Regions from separate parts of the Mus musculus genome. Here all the other regions are linked to region 2. A link is a contact called in public promoter capture Hi-C data. All regions are on one chromosome and are shown on one strand. The core of a region is the stretch at or near the end of the contact, and the rest is flanking DNA. Distances in the headings are between cores, read along the strand shown. Region 1 holds the start of Slbp (stem-loop binding protein). Region 2 holds the start of Trmt44 (tRNA methyltransferase 44). Region 3 holds the start of D5Ertd579e (DNA segment, Chr 5, ERATO Doi 579, expressed). Region 4 holds the start of Wfs1 (wolframin ER transmembrane glycoprotein).

What was found. Promoter capture Hi-C pulls out the DNA fragments that hold promoters and counts their contacts.
Region 1: a contact with region 2 is called in a promoter capture Hi-C map of pre-B cells, with 2.4 times the contacts expected there. The contact joins the promoter of Slbp here to the promoter of Trmt44 in region 2. A contact is called at or near these places in 2 of 39 promoter capture datasets (the C10 cell line and pre-B cells), 1 of 484 Hi-C or Micro-C datasets (CD4 T cells) and 1 of 9 other capture datasets (liver).
Region 3: a contact with region 2 is called in a promoter capture Hi-C map of pre-B cells, with 4 times the contacts expected there. The contact joins the promoter of D5Ertd579e here to the promoter of Trmt44 in region 2. A contact is called at or near these places in 2 of 39 promoter capture datasets (pre-B cells and second pharyngeal arch cranial neural crest) and 1 of 115 datasets of contacts at active chromatin or transcription factors (pancreatic cancer cells).
Region 4: a contact with region 2 is called in a promoter capture Hi-C map of pre-B cells, with 2.8 times the contacts expected there. The contact joins the promoter of Wfs1 here to the promoter of Trmt44 in region 2. A contact is called at or near these places in 2 of 39 promoter capture datasets (liver and pre-B cells) and 1 of 9 other capture datasets (adipose tissue).

What each region holds. Positions count from the first base shown.
Region 1 is chr5:33,651,187-33,653,886 of GRCm38.p6, reverse strand. Slbp (stem-loop binding protein) reads left to right here and starts at 1,313. Exons shown (of 8, transcript NM_009193.2): 1 at 1,313-1,692; 2 at 1,808-1,924. The coding sequence starts at 1,634. Tmem129 (transmembrane protein 129) reads left to right here. Exons shown (of 4, transcript NM_026698.3): 4 at 1-671.
Region 2 is chr5:35,573,660-35,576,359 of GRCm38.p6, reverse strand. Trmt44 (tRNA methyltransferase 44) reads left to right here and starts at 1,290. Exons shown (of 11, transcript NM_030208.3): 1 at 1,290-1,801; 2 at 2,166-2,280. The coding sequence starts at 1,315.
Region 3 is chr5:36,694,723-36,697,422 of GRCm38.p6, reverse strand. It overlaps D5Ertd579e (DNA segment, Chr 5, ERATO Doi 579, expressed), which reads left to right and starts at 1,402. Exons shown (of 9, transcript NM_001081232.3): 1 at 1,402-1,568.
Region 4 is chr5:36,987,653-36,990,352 of GRCm38.p6, reverse strand. Wfs1 (wolframin ER transmembrane glycoprotein) reads left to right here and starts at 1,371. Exons shown (of 8, transcript NM_011716.2): 1 at 1,371-1,487.

The sequences.
Region 1 (2,700 bases), core at 64-2,563, 1.9 Mb after region 2:
GTACTTTCCCAAGTTCCTCACGAGGGTTGCATATGCTTTAGAGGGTCCACAATGCTTTTGTTGTCTTGTCCTGCTTCTCTAGTCCAGGGGAGACCAAAAGCTCATACTCCTAACCCTAGGAAAGGGTTTTAGGGAGCCAAGGACCAGAGAGCCACAGGACTATCCAGAAAGAAACCCATCAGGGGTGTAGCACAGGGTTAGCCAAGCCCCTGTGGGGTGCTTGGATCAGGAGAGGATACCTCAGTGGTTAAGGTTCTGATGGACGCACATATACATAGATGTACTCACTTATCTATGGTACAGATGGGTGGGGAAGAGGTTGCTCTTTACTCTCCATCTCTGACACAAAGTGTAGCTGCTAGAGGGATGACCTCTCCTTCAACTTGTCCTGAAGCACTTACATTTAGTTGTTGAAAGCAGTAGTAGCAGACCAAGCTAGCCCCTTATCCAGCCAACACTGCACCTAACCCCAGGGATTTGCTACCAGAGCAAACTCAGTTCTGCCTGTCCCTGAAGTATGACCAGGAGACAGCCAGTTTCAAGGGCTGTCTGCCTAGCAGAGGCCAAGTGGTTTGAAGTTATTTTTAACCACAGAAGAGTTAATTTTATACAAATAAATGTAAATGTAGTTAAATGATACAGTATTTAATAAAGTGTTCCTTTTCAAGTGATGTACTTCATTTTGTTTAACCTGGTAGTAAAACCAAACTTTTGCAGTATTTTACATAGTGGCTGCAGGATGTTGGGAAAGTCAGATGAATATAGTCACAGATCAGAAAGTCGTATAAGAAACCAGTGTCAGTGCTTGGTACGTTCAGAAGGACAAGCCCTTAGATGGCTCCACATAGTTACCACCATCCCACCCTCTCACGCTGCTCTGGGCCAGATCCACTCTTAAGGGAAGGGTCATGATTGCCCACATAGGACAGGTGGGATCTGCAGGGGCCTGGCCTGCGTGCTGGAGACTCAAGCACCAGAGGCAGGGCAGATGGCCTTGCGGGGAAAAAGAGGCCACTAAGTTATTTGGCTGTTAATGGATGGCTTGTACGGTTTTAAAGCTATGGGTATAAGCTAGAGGCGGGCTCTCCCGCCTTACTGTGGCGGTGGGTAGGAGGGGCCGGTCGGGATCTTGGACTGCATCTCGGTGGGCCGGCCCTCGCCGTGGCCACACCTCCTGACTTTGAGAGGCAGTGGCGCGCACTGCCCAATCTCCCGCCAATATCCCTCGGGCCCGCGAAGGGGCAACCAATCAGAGGCCCAGCTGCTACAGCGCCAGCCTCCTGGAAGGCCGTGGGGGCTGGGGGAGGTCGCCAGTTCCTTTCCGCCTTAGTCGGGCTGTTCCATTTCTCCCGCCCTTCGGACGGCCGCATTAGGCGTTGTAGTTTAGCGACTGCCCGCAATCCCAAGGCTTGGGTTGGAGCCGGGTCCGTCAGGCGGGCGCGCAGAGCTGAGAGGGACTCCCCTGCAGGTGCGCGTCTCATGGTTTCGCCCTTCGCCGCGCGCGCGCGGGAGTTACCGAGGGGCGGGGCCGCTGCGCACTTAAGGGCGGTTGGGCAAGGCGAGCTCAGACCTCGTCAGTGCTGTTGCCGAGTGAAGTGCTTGCCGCCGAGCTGCCCTTCAGACTTCTGCCGCCATGGCCTGCAGACCTAGAAGCCCACCCGGTTATGGGAGTCGCCGCGACGGTGGTGCGAGGTAAGCGGGTCATGCGGTCTACGAGTCCTCGACTTCTCGCCGTCTGTAAGCTAAGGGTTCCCTGAACCATCGGTGCTTGGGGGCCCCGCCCACTGACCGCAGTCTGTGTCCTCAGCCCGCGGTCCCCTGCGAGATGGAGTCTCGGACGGAAGCGCAGAGCGGACGGAAGGGACCGGAAGCCCGAGGACTCCGAGGAAGGCGAGCTCCAGACTGCGGACCACCGACCTGAAAGGTGGGTCCCGACTCCTTGGAAACGGGTTGGTCACTCGGGGGGTTTGGAGACGGGCCAAGGGGACCCTCATCCCGTGGCACTCGGGTTTTCGAAGCTGGTGGAGTAGATTAGCTTACTCTGGAGATTCTCTTCAGTTTTGCTCAGTGTTAGAAGCATCTTACCAGCGACTGATAGGTGGCAGCAAAACTGGTTTTATCCGGAGTGGGTCAGCCTTTATATTTTTCACTCATAATGTCAGTAATGTCAAGGACTACTACTATGAACATCTTGTTAAAATGTTTCGACCTCCAACCCTCCCCTGCTTCCGGGGCGGGGGTGGGGGGGAGAGAGAGAGTGAGTGTGTGTGTGTGTGTGTGTGTGTGTATGTGTATTGGGGCGAGAAATTAGGTTTTATTACCTGAGTGAAAGCGAGATACAAACCAAAATTGAGTCCTAGATTATTCATACTTGTAGTTGGGTCCTTCCATTTGATAAGCTTTTGCCACGGTGTTTAGATTTTTTTCCCTGAGGCATTGTGCTTAAGTCAGTGAGGTCCCTTGGTAGCCTGATGGAGGCGGGCTAGCAAGTGAAATAGTAATTCAGAGAGACCAGGAGTGCCTTAAGAGTAAGCTGGTGATGTGAACTCTTCAGGGAAGTGCTCTCTTTGGGGACCTTTGTGTAGTGATTGATGAGAAAAGCGATCTCAGAAATTTTGACCATACCTTCTTTTATGGGCTATGGTGTTTGCTAGATGGCTGACTAGAAGGGAGGATAAGATAAGCATGGGGCTGCCAAGC
Region 2 (2,700 bases), core at 41-2,540:
TGGGTTAGAACAATGAGGGGAAATTGCTGGAGACATTTTTAGCCTTCATGTTGGTGGAAGCTAATAGTTTGTACATTCCAAAGGATTTAACAAATACTTTGTTTCGGACCTCAGGTAACAAAGTAAGAAATGAAAGACCCACAACGTGAGGACTCCCCCACGTTCTGACTCAGGAGAGGCGACACCCCAAAATCACCCACAAGAAACGGGCCTGTTGCAAAATGCAAGAGGATTTTTATTCAAGAGCGCTCTCGGGCCCACGGTCATACACCACGAAGGGGTAGAGGACCGTGGCGCCCCGAGTAGCTGAGTAAGGGGGTATTTAAAGGAAGAAACCACAACTCAAGGAGGTGGGAAGGGCATTGTTGGAAAATAACAAAAATACCAGTTAAGAGTCACAAGGAAGTGCAAAGTTACAAGAGTCACGAGGAATACCTGGTAATTGTGAGGGTTATTTTTCAAAACAGTTTCTAAGAGCCCCTAACAAAAGCACATTTGTATATGGCAATGGTCAGGGTGACTTTCTTTGAATGAGCACTCTTTGAACCCAGGAAGCGGGTGGGTAGAGGAATGTCGCTATCTGTTTTATGATTAGCATACCTTTACAAAGGCCACATTCCCAAGCCTGGGCCTAAAGGCCTAGAATTCTGTTTTTACTTTGTTATACTTTCAGAACGTCTGTGTTATAGGTTTCTTATGTTTTCTGATGCCAGCTTTATCTTTTGGGTTGGTAGGAGGTTACTTTCTGGCAAGTTAATGTATTCCAGTCAAAGAATTTGGAGTCAGACACAGGTGGGCAATGCATGGCTATAAAGGAGCTAAATAATCGCCCAAGGTAATGCTAGCTTTGGGTCCGCATTCCAATTCTTTACAATCATGAAGTTGTAGTTAGCCAACCAGCTTTGTAGAATCCTTCATATAAGTGTGGCTTTCTGCTGAGTGTATCAGTTACGTCTTGTTTGCTCAAGTAACTTCCTCTCCTCTCAGTATTATTAGCTTTGTCGTGAGAGGTGGAACCTCTGGGGGCAAAATTTCATTTAGGGGGCACGAATCGGATGTACCGCTTGGGAGCTCTTATTTCCAAGCAAGAAAGCAAGCAGAGAAGGGGTTGTACATTCAGTCGTTGAGGACCCCAGGAGGCTGTATCCACTGCGGCCCACACTCTGCTCCTCCCGCGTCCCAGGCTCCGCCAGCGGCTCCGAAGCTACCGCCCAGCAAAAAGGACAAAGGGATGGCCTTCCGGGTCCAGGCTCTAACTCCCGTGAGTCAATGCGCTTCCGGGTCGCGTCATCCCAACGCGCCGAGCGCGCAGCCATGGAGGAGCTGGGTAGAGTGCGGCTAAGCGATCCTGATGCCCTGCTACCTGCAGGCTTCTGGGCCGCCGTGACCGTGTGGCTGGAGAGGCCACAGGTGGCCAACAAGAGGCTGTGCGGCGCCCGCATGGAAGCCCGCGGGAGAACTTTGCGGTCCCACGCCCAGGCGGAGTGTGGACCGCGGCAGGGACAGGGACACGGGCTGGAGAGGGAACCCGGACAGGCTTCTCCTAAAGGAGAGCCAGAGTCGGGACCTAGGGCGAGCCGCGAAGGCACCGCTCCCGCGGCTGACCTGAACTCGCTATGGGACCGAGTCTCCCAAAGCCTCGTCCACGCCAATCCGGAAATGCTGGCCTTCCTCTGTGGCCCCTCGTTGGGTCCTCAGCCTGAAGCCGCGCAGGAGCTCGACCTGATTCTCAGGACTGTCATCCCGAAAGCGAGCCCGCACTCCCCACTCACAGAGCCGAAGAAAGAACTGGTAGTGCAAGGTAGGAGAGTAGTGGGAAGAGCGCAAACAGACTGAAAAGCGTTCGCTTTTTGAGACAGGGCCTTATATGGCCTGGAATTCGCTATGTAGAACAGGCTGGCCTCGAACTCACAGAGATACACCCGCCTCAGCCTTCCAAGTACTGGGATTAAAGGAGCGCCACACCACCCACCACCCAGCTCTGGCCTTGTATTGTCTAAGTGCTAGCTATAATGGTGTGTCCAAAGTGTAGAGCCCTCTCCCCAGTGCTGGACAGCCACTAAGGACTGGAAAGCATTACTCTCCTGTCCATCGCTGCTCAGTTCTACTTCCAAGGGATCCGTTTAGAGCAGTTATGACCTGATAGCCTTGTCTTTCCCCCTCAGATGTCTCCAGTGGGAGTGTCACCTTTTTGCCCTTGGAAGAAGATAATGAGGGGAATTTGGAGGTTAAAACGAGCAACGTGTATCAACTCCATCTCCATCACAACGAAGGAGAATGGTAAGAGCTGGACGCTGCTGTTGCACCACTATGTGATGCCCATCCCGGATGTCCTATCAGCAGTCAACTGGAAGATTCTGGGGTACAGAAGAGCCAAGGTCTTGTGTTGGTTGGCTGATCTCAGATGTATACTATAGTCACCACTCTGCTGGTTCCTGGCGCTGGTACTGGATTGGGGATCACAATGTAGCCAGAGTCCTTGATCTCTATATTCCATATGCCGGTAGGGGTGTACAGCAACTAGCTGGGGTACTCTGTTAGTCAGCTTTCTGTTGCATAATACCCAAGGGAGTCAACTTAAGGATGCTTGAGGGCCAGTGAGATGACTGTGCATAAAGGTGCTCGTTTCAAATCTTACAAGCTGAGTTTGATCCCTAGAGCCCACATGTTCTGTGAGCTGTCCTCTGTCTTTTAAACACA
Region 3 (2,700 bases), core at 153-2,652, 1.1 Mb before region 2:
GTGTTATCTTTCCTTTCATATGTTTGCGATACTTTGTTACTCTTTTAAAACTGCCCTACTATCGATATGCCTTTACAGAAGGTACAGACTAGGAGACACTAATGTTATTATGGATGTATGTACCAAAAAATGTGTGCAAATTCTCCATATTTAGGGAAATGTTTCCCTGGTCTGTGCAAGCCTGGCTTCTGAGGTCCTGAAGATCCTGACACCATTTATGCCCACCTTCACTCTCAGATGACCCTGGATTTTCCACTCTCTCGCATGTTATATGAGTTTGCCTGGCTGCCCGCCCTGGAACAGGTAACCAAAAGATGTGTAGTAAATAAAACTGTGGCTTGTGACTCACCTCAAATGAACCCCGAGGCAACAAAAGGGGGAGCAAACTAAGGAAGGGTAAGACTTGGGTGAAGGAAAAGATCCCCGACAATAGAGCCAAAGGCCTGTGCTCAAATTCTGCCTCCATCCCGAGGCGTCACCCACTCCCCAGCCTGTTCCGGGTCTCTCCAGGAAGGCTTTACTTTGGGTTTCTCCGGGAGAGTGAAAAGATGTTTGTTGGAACAGTATGGATTCTATGAAAGGACAGTTCTTTTAGGTTCCTGACCTTGGCTTGCATACAAGAGTCCAGCCTACCTCAGCAGAAAAGTACTTCCAGTTCTCTGCTCCTCCCAGAAGCCTGAGCTGAGCTTGGGAACTCCGGGTCTCAGACTCTGAACCCAAGAACAGGGCCTGGTGCCTGGCGGTGCTCAATGAGTTTGATGAACTACATGCAGGTCACTCCCCTACGGGACCTGTTCTTGCCTTTGTATAGAAGGCACATCTCTGGCTTTTCTTCCTGGTACTTCTGACATCTACATCTGCTTTTCTGGAAGAGCCTAGGAGTCACATTTAGGGAAGGTGAGTAGGTGGGAAGAGGCTTTTGATTAAAAGGTTAGTGCACATTTTTGGCTCCCACTTCCGAATCTTCCAGAAGGTCTTTTATTTTTTGCCTACTTAATAATAACATAAAAAAGCCATGTCACTTTTTGTTTTTAATTGAAGTCTTTATGTTAAGCCGCCCACTCCAGCCATTCCAGGACATGGCGAAGAGGGGGCGCGGACAGGTGTAACGCGGGGGTTTGTGTTGGAAGGGCTCTGCAAAGCCGGGTCTCAGTGACCCAGCGGGAGGTCACCGACCCAGGAGCCCTCTCTCAGGGCCTGGTAAAGCTTCAAAGCCTCGGATCCTCAGGTCGGCCTCGTGGTGTCAGGATCTTCAGGACCCCAGAATCCAGTCCTGCGCGCCTGCTGCTCCCCCACCCACACAGCACGAGGGCGGAGCCCCGGCGCGCTGATGTAATCCCGGCGCCTGGGCGGAAGGATATGGAACGCGGCGTTGGCTGGCCGGGCGCTGAGGCTGTTGCCAGGTAACGCAGCGGAGCGGCTGCCGCGCGCCGCCTCCCGCCCTCCGCCGCCTGGCGCTGGGGCCGCCGCCGCTTTACGTAAGGCGCAGGCCAGGGCCGCCCGGCGCTCGGCAGCCGCCTGCAGCCCTCGGAGCGCAAGGAGAGGCGCCCACCCGGTAGCCTTGGCAGGTAGGCGGCGGCCGGGAGCGGGGCCGTGGCGGGTGGCGGGCCAGAGGGATGTCCGGCTCGAGGACCCCGCGGGCGGCGTGCGATGAGTGCGCACAATGGGCCGCGGCGGGCTGAGGCGGCCCGGCCTGAGGACAGCGGCCTCGCCTCGCCCCGCGCCCTCAGCTTTGTCCTTCGGCGGTCGGGGGCGGGCGCGGCGCGGTGAGTGGCGGGCACGCGGGCCTATGGCGCGGGGTCGAAGAAGGTGACGGCCGAGGGCAGAAGTGACAGGCCCCGGAGTCGCCGGCCTGCGCGCGCCACCGCCCGGACCCTCGCGGCCCGGCTTCCGGCCGGCGTCCCGGGAGCTCCCGGTGGACGCCGGGCCAGGGCTGAGCGCTTTGCGTAGAGGCCAGGACAGGGCGAGCAGTGGGGAGCAGACCCCGAACCTGGCAGCCCCTCCCTTCAGTGTTTGCCCTTCTGTAGACAAACCTTAAAGGTTTAACCAAGAAAAGTGAGATGGGGGATAAACGGGAGGGGGACATGCGACTCCGGAGTCATTTACTAAACGGGGTTCTTGGGTCTCATCACCTGCTTTGCCTTGTTGCCCAAGTAACTGACAATGCATTTTGCGTTTCTGGTTCTTGGCTTGCTAAGGAAACGGTAGGAGAGGCTTGCCGAGGAGCCGGGGACGTGCAGTTTGGATAACAGGTGATGCCATGGAAAAGCCTATGCAGTGAAAACCCCACGCAAGATTTCTGCCACCAGTATAGGACCCGTTGCATGACACTTTGTCGGTTTTAGAGACTTCAGATTTAAAAGAAGGGGAAAAATATCTGTCACTCTGCATTCTGAAGGTCAAATATTCGCCCGCAGATGTTTTGGGCTGAACCATTCTTAACTAGGTCTCAGGATCTTTATGACAAAAACCATTCTGGAACTGTGCATTTGAAATACCCATGGAGGCTTCTTGCAGTTGATACTTATTATTGTAGATTTAGTTGCTATTCTTGCCAACTGATGTACTTTTAAAACGTGTTCTTTCACAAGTTCATTTATATATCTCTATAATGTCCCTTTATCATATTTCCCCACTATCTTCTCTTAGACAAACATTGAATTATAATTATATATTAATGTGTGTGTTTGGGTGCATGTA
Region 4 (2,700 bases), core at 122-2,621, 1.4 Mb before region 2:
TTTCTCTCTGTTTTCCTGCACACGTTGATGCAGGACAAGGCCCTTGCCATGTGCTGCCTGGTCCTGGCTTCTCCCACCCCCCAGAACAATGAACCAAATAAACTTCTTTCCTTTGCAAATTACCTAGTCCCAGATATTCTGTCATAGCAACAGAAAATGCATTAAGACAATTAGTTACCATGGAAATGTGAATTGCTATGGCAGAGGCCACGTTTCCTTTTCCATATTGGGAGAAGTTTTTTTTTTTTTTTTTTTAATGTAACCCCTCCAGCAGCTCTAGCAACTTGTTTTGGTAAGGCAAGGCTATAGTTCTGAAAAAGCCACTGCCATCTGGTGCTCCTGCTTCTTGAACTTGCCCCACCTCGCCCCGAAACAGCCACCCCACACTTAGGGGGTGAACCTGAAAATCTCTGCTTCTGAAAGGGCCCCAGATGGAGGCAGGACAGAGTCACTCTGCTGGGATAAGCTTCCTTCCTCTGTGAGCCTAGCTGGGGTACTTGAGATTAGACCCTGAGCAGGTGCAGAATCAAAGTATTTGGTTGTAGTGGTTCAGTGAGCAACCTCCTCCTGATAAGATGGTGATGCTGTCTCTGTCAGCCTGACCTGTTGGTGCAGATCACCGGGGCAGGTGCAGTGAGATGTGCGGTTCAGGAAAGGAAGGAGCACGGAAACAAGACTGTAGTTTTGATCTCCAAACCACACCTCTCAGACACTCCTGAGGAAAAAAAAAAAAAAAAAAAAAAAAAAAAAGGAGGGGGGAGGGGCTTCCAACTGCCTGAGCCTGGCATTATCGTCTGGCTAATCTTTAAAGAGTGCTGAACTGCTTTTGGGTTTGGGTTTTGATCATTTAAGGCAGTACTTGGTAGCACGTGCACACACACTTTTTGTACTCGCTGCTACACTGGGGAGTCCTCTGTGTATCTCAATGCGTCGGAATTAGGGCGCCTGGCACGAAGTGCGCGACCTTAGTCAGTATTGTAATAGCCGGTCTGAAGTCTGAAGATGGGGCCTCACGATGCAGAGGCGGGCCAAAGGTGGCGCGAGACTTGTTCCTGGGTCCAACCACCTGTTAAGCAGCAGGCTTACAAGCTTGGGTCAGGAAAGAGATGTCCTGGAGGCGGGGCGGCGAGGGGGCAGGGCCGGGGCCGAGTCCACTCGGAAACTTAAGCTGTGGGCCGGCCAGACCCGCCCTCTCGCCGCCATCTGTCCTCCTGGCGACCCAAGAGAGCAAGTCGCTGCAAGGCGAGGCGCTCCGTGATTCGCGACAGCACATAGTGATTGGCAGGCTTGCCGGCGACTTAACGAGCCGAGTCTCCCTGGGTCGCAGCAGGAATGGAGGGTGGCAGAGGCCCCGCCCAGGCCCCGCCCCCTTTCCCGGGGCCGCGCTGAATGTAGGGCCGCGCGCTCCGCCTGCTCAGCTGGCCGCTGCAATCTCCGCGGTTTCGGAGCAACTTCGCGGCGGGCTGGGAGGCCCAGCACTGCGGCCGGTAAGTTCTTCAGGGTCGTTGTGCCATGGCCTTGGCCTTGGCGTTGGGCGCGCAGTGTCAGGGAGGGTTTCGGAGCGCTGGGTGGCGCTGCTCTCCCGGCCTCAGTTTCCCCTGATGGGTGGCAGAGCCCCAAGTCCACTCCAAGTTGCTAGAAGTTGGAGGCCAGGACTCTCGCTGCTCCACGGAGCCCGAGGCGTCTACTGCCCCAACTGGGCCAGTTGTGCCCAAGCCGTGCGCCTCTCACTCAGCCCTGGAGTCCCGGCACTCCCGCAAATCTCCCTGCATGACCGCGCTGCGGATGGGGACAGCGTGTCGGAGAGGCTGCCCACGCTCCAGAGCTGCCCCATCAAGACCTACATCCCTGGACTCCCTACCCAGGACCATGAAGGACCTGATTCCTGGGGCGCGTGGGGGCTCAGCCCACCCAGGAGCCGTGTGTCTGTTTCTTTCTCTTTCCTGGTCCTCAGAAAAGGAGGTAGGAACCCTTGGGACCCGCCCATAGTTACCCACCCTATTAGGTACCTGCTGGCCATTGTGTGACCCCAGCTCTGGTATGCACCGCACCTAGAGGAACTTAGGTTCTGGTCAGATGAACTGGAAGCCTTCTGGAAAATCTGATCCTGCACTTTTGGGTGTGATGGAGCTGCGTCCTTTCAACGTATTTTGTTAGTTATCTTTATATGAGAGTCCAATAAAACAGCGTTTTAGTTTCTTGGAACTATCTCCCTGACACTGTCACCCTCCACCGTGTACTCGGGCCCCTAGTCCTAGGGGTAGGACTTACAGTTTCCATTGGACACAGAGGCTCAGTAGATTTGGGGCCTGGACAGGACCACACACCTAATGGACAGAGCTAATGAACCTCTACCCCCTCCTCCCACCTCCAATTCCCTCCCCCTCCCCCAGGCAAGCAGGTGCAGCCCTTCCTCTGTCACCTTGGACAAAGACCCCAGGTGGTTGGCTGGGACTTTCCTCTCTAGAATCCAACCCTCACTCGGACCCATGTCCTAGGCTCTTGAAGGCCATGGCGATCACAGGGGCTACCTCCCCAGTTCCCTCACCTGTTGACCTATGTCTCTCTGGTGCTGATGCCATTCGCAGGTACTTTTTCATCTAACTAGGAATCTAGAGAGAGTTTATGTTCCAATTTCTTCCTGAATGTTCCTTGGACCTCCTCAGATACAGGCAGGATTGGGTAGAGATGCCCCTCGCC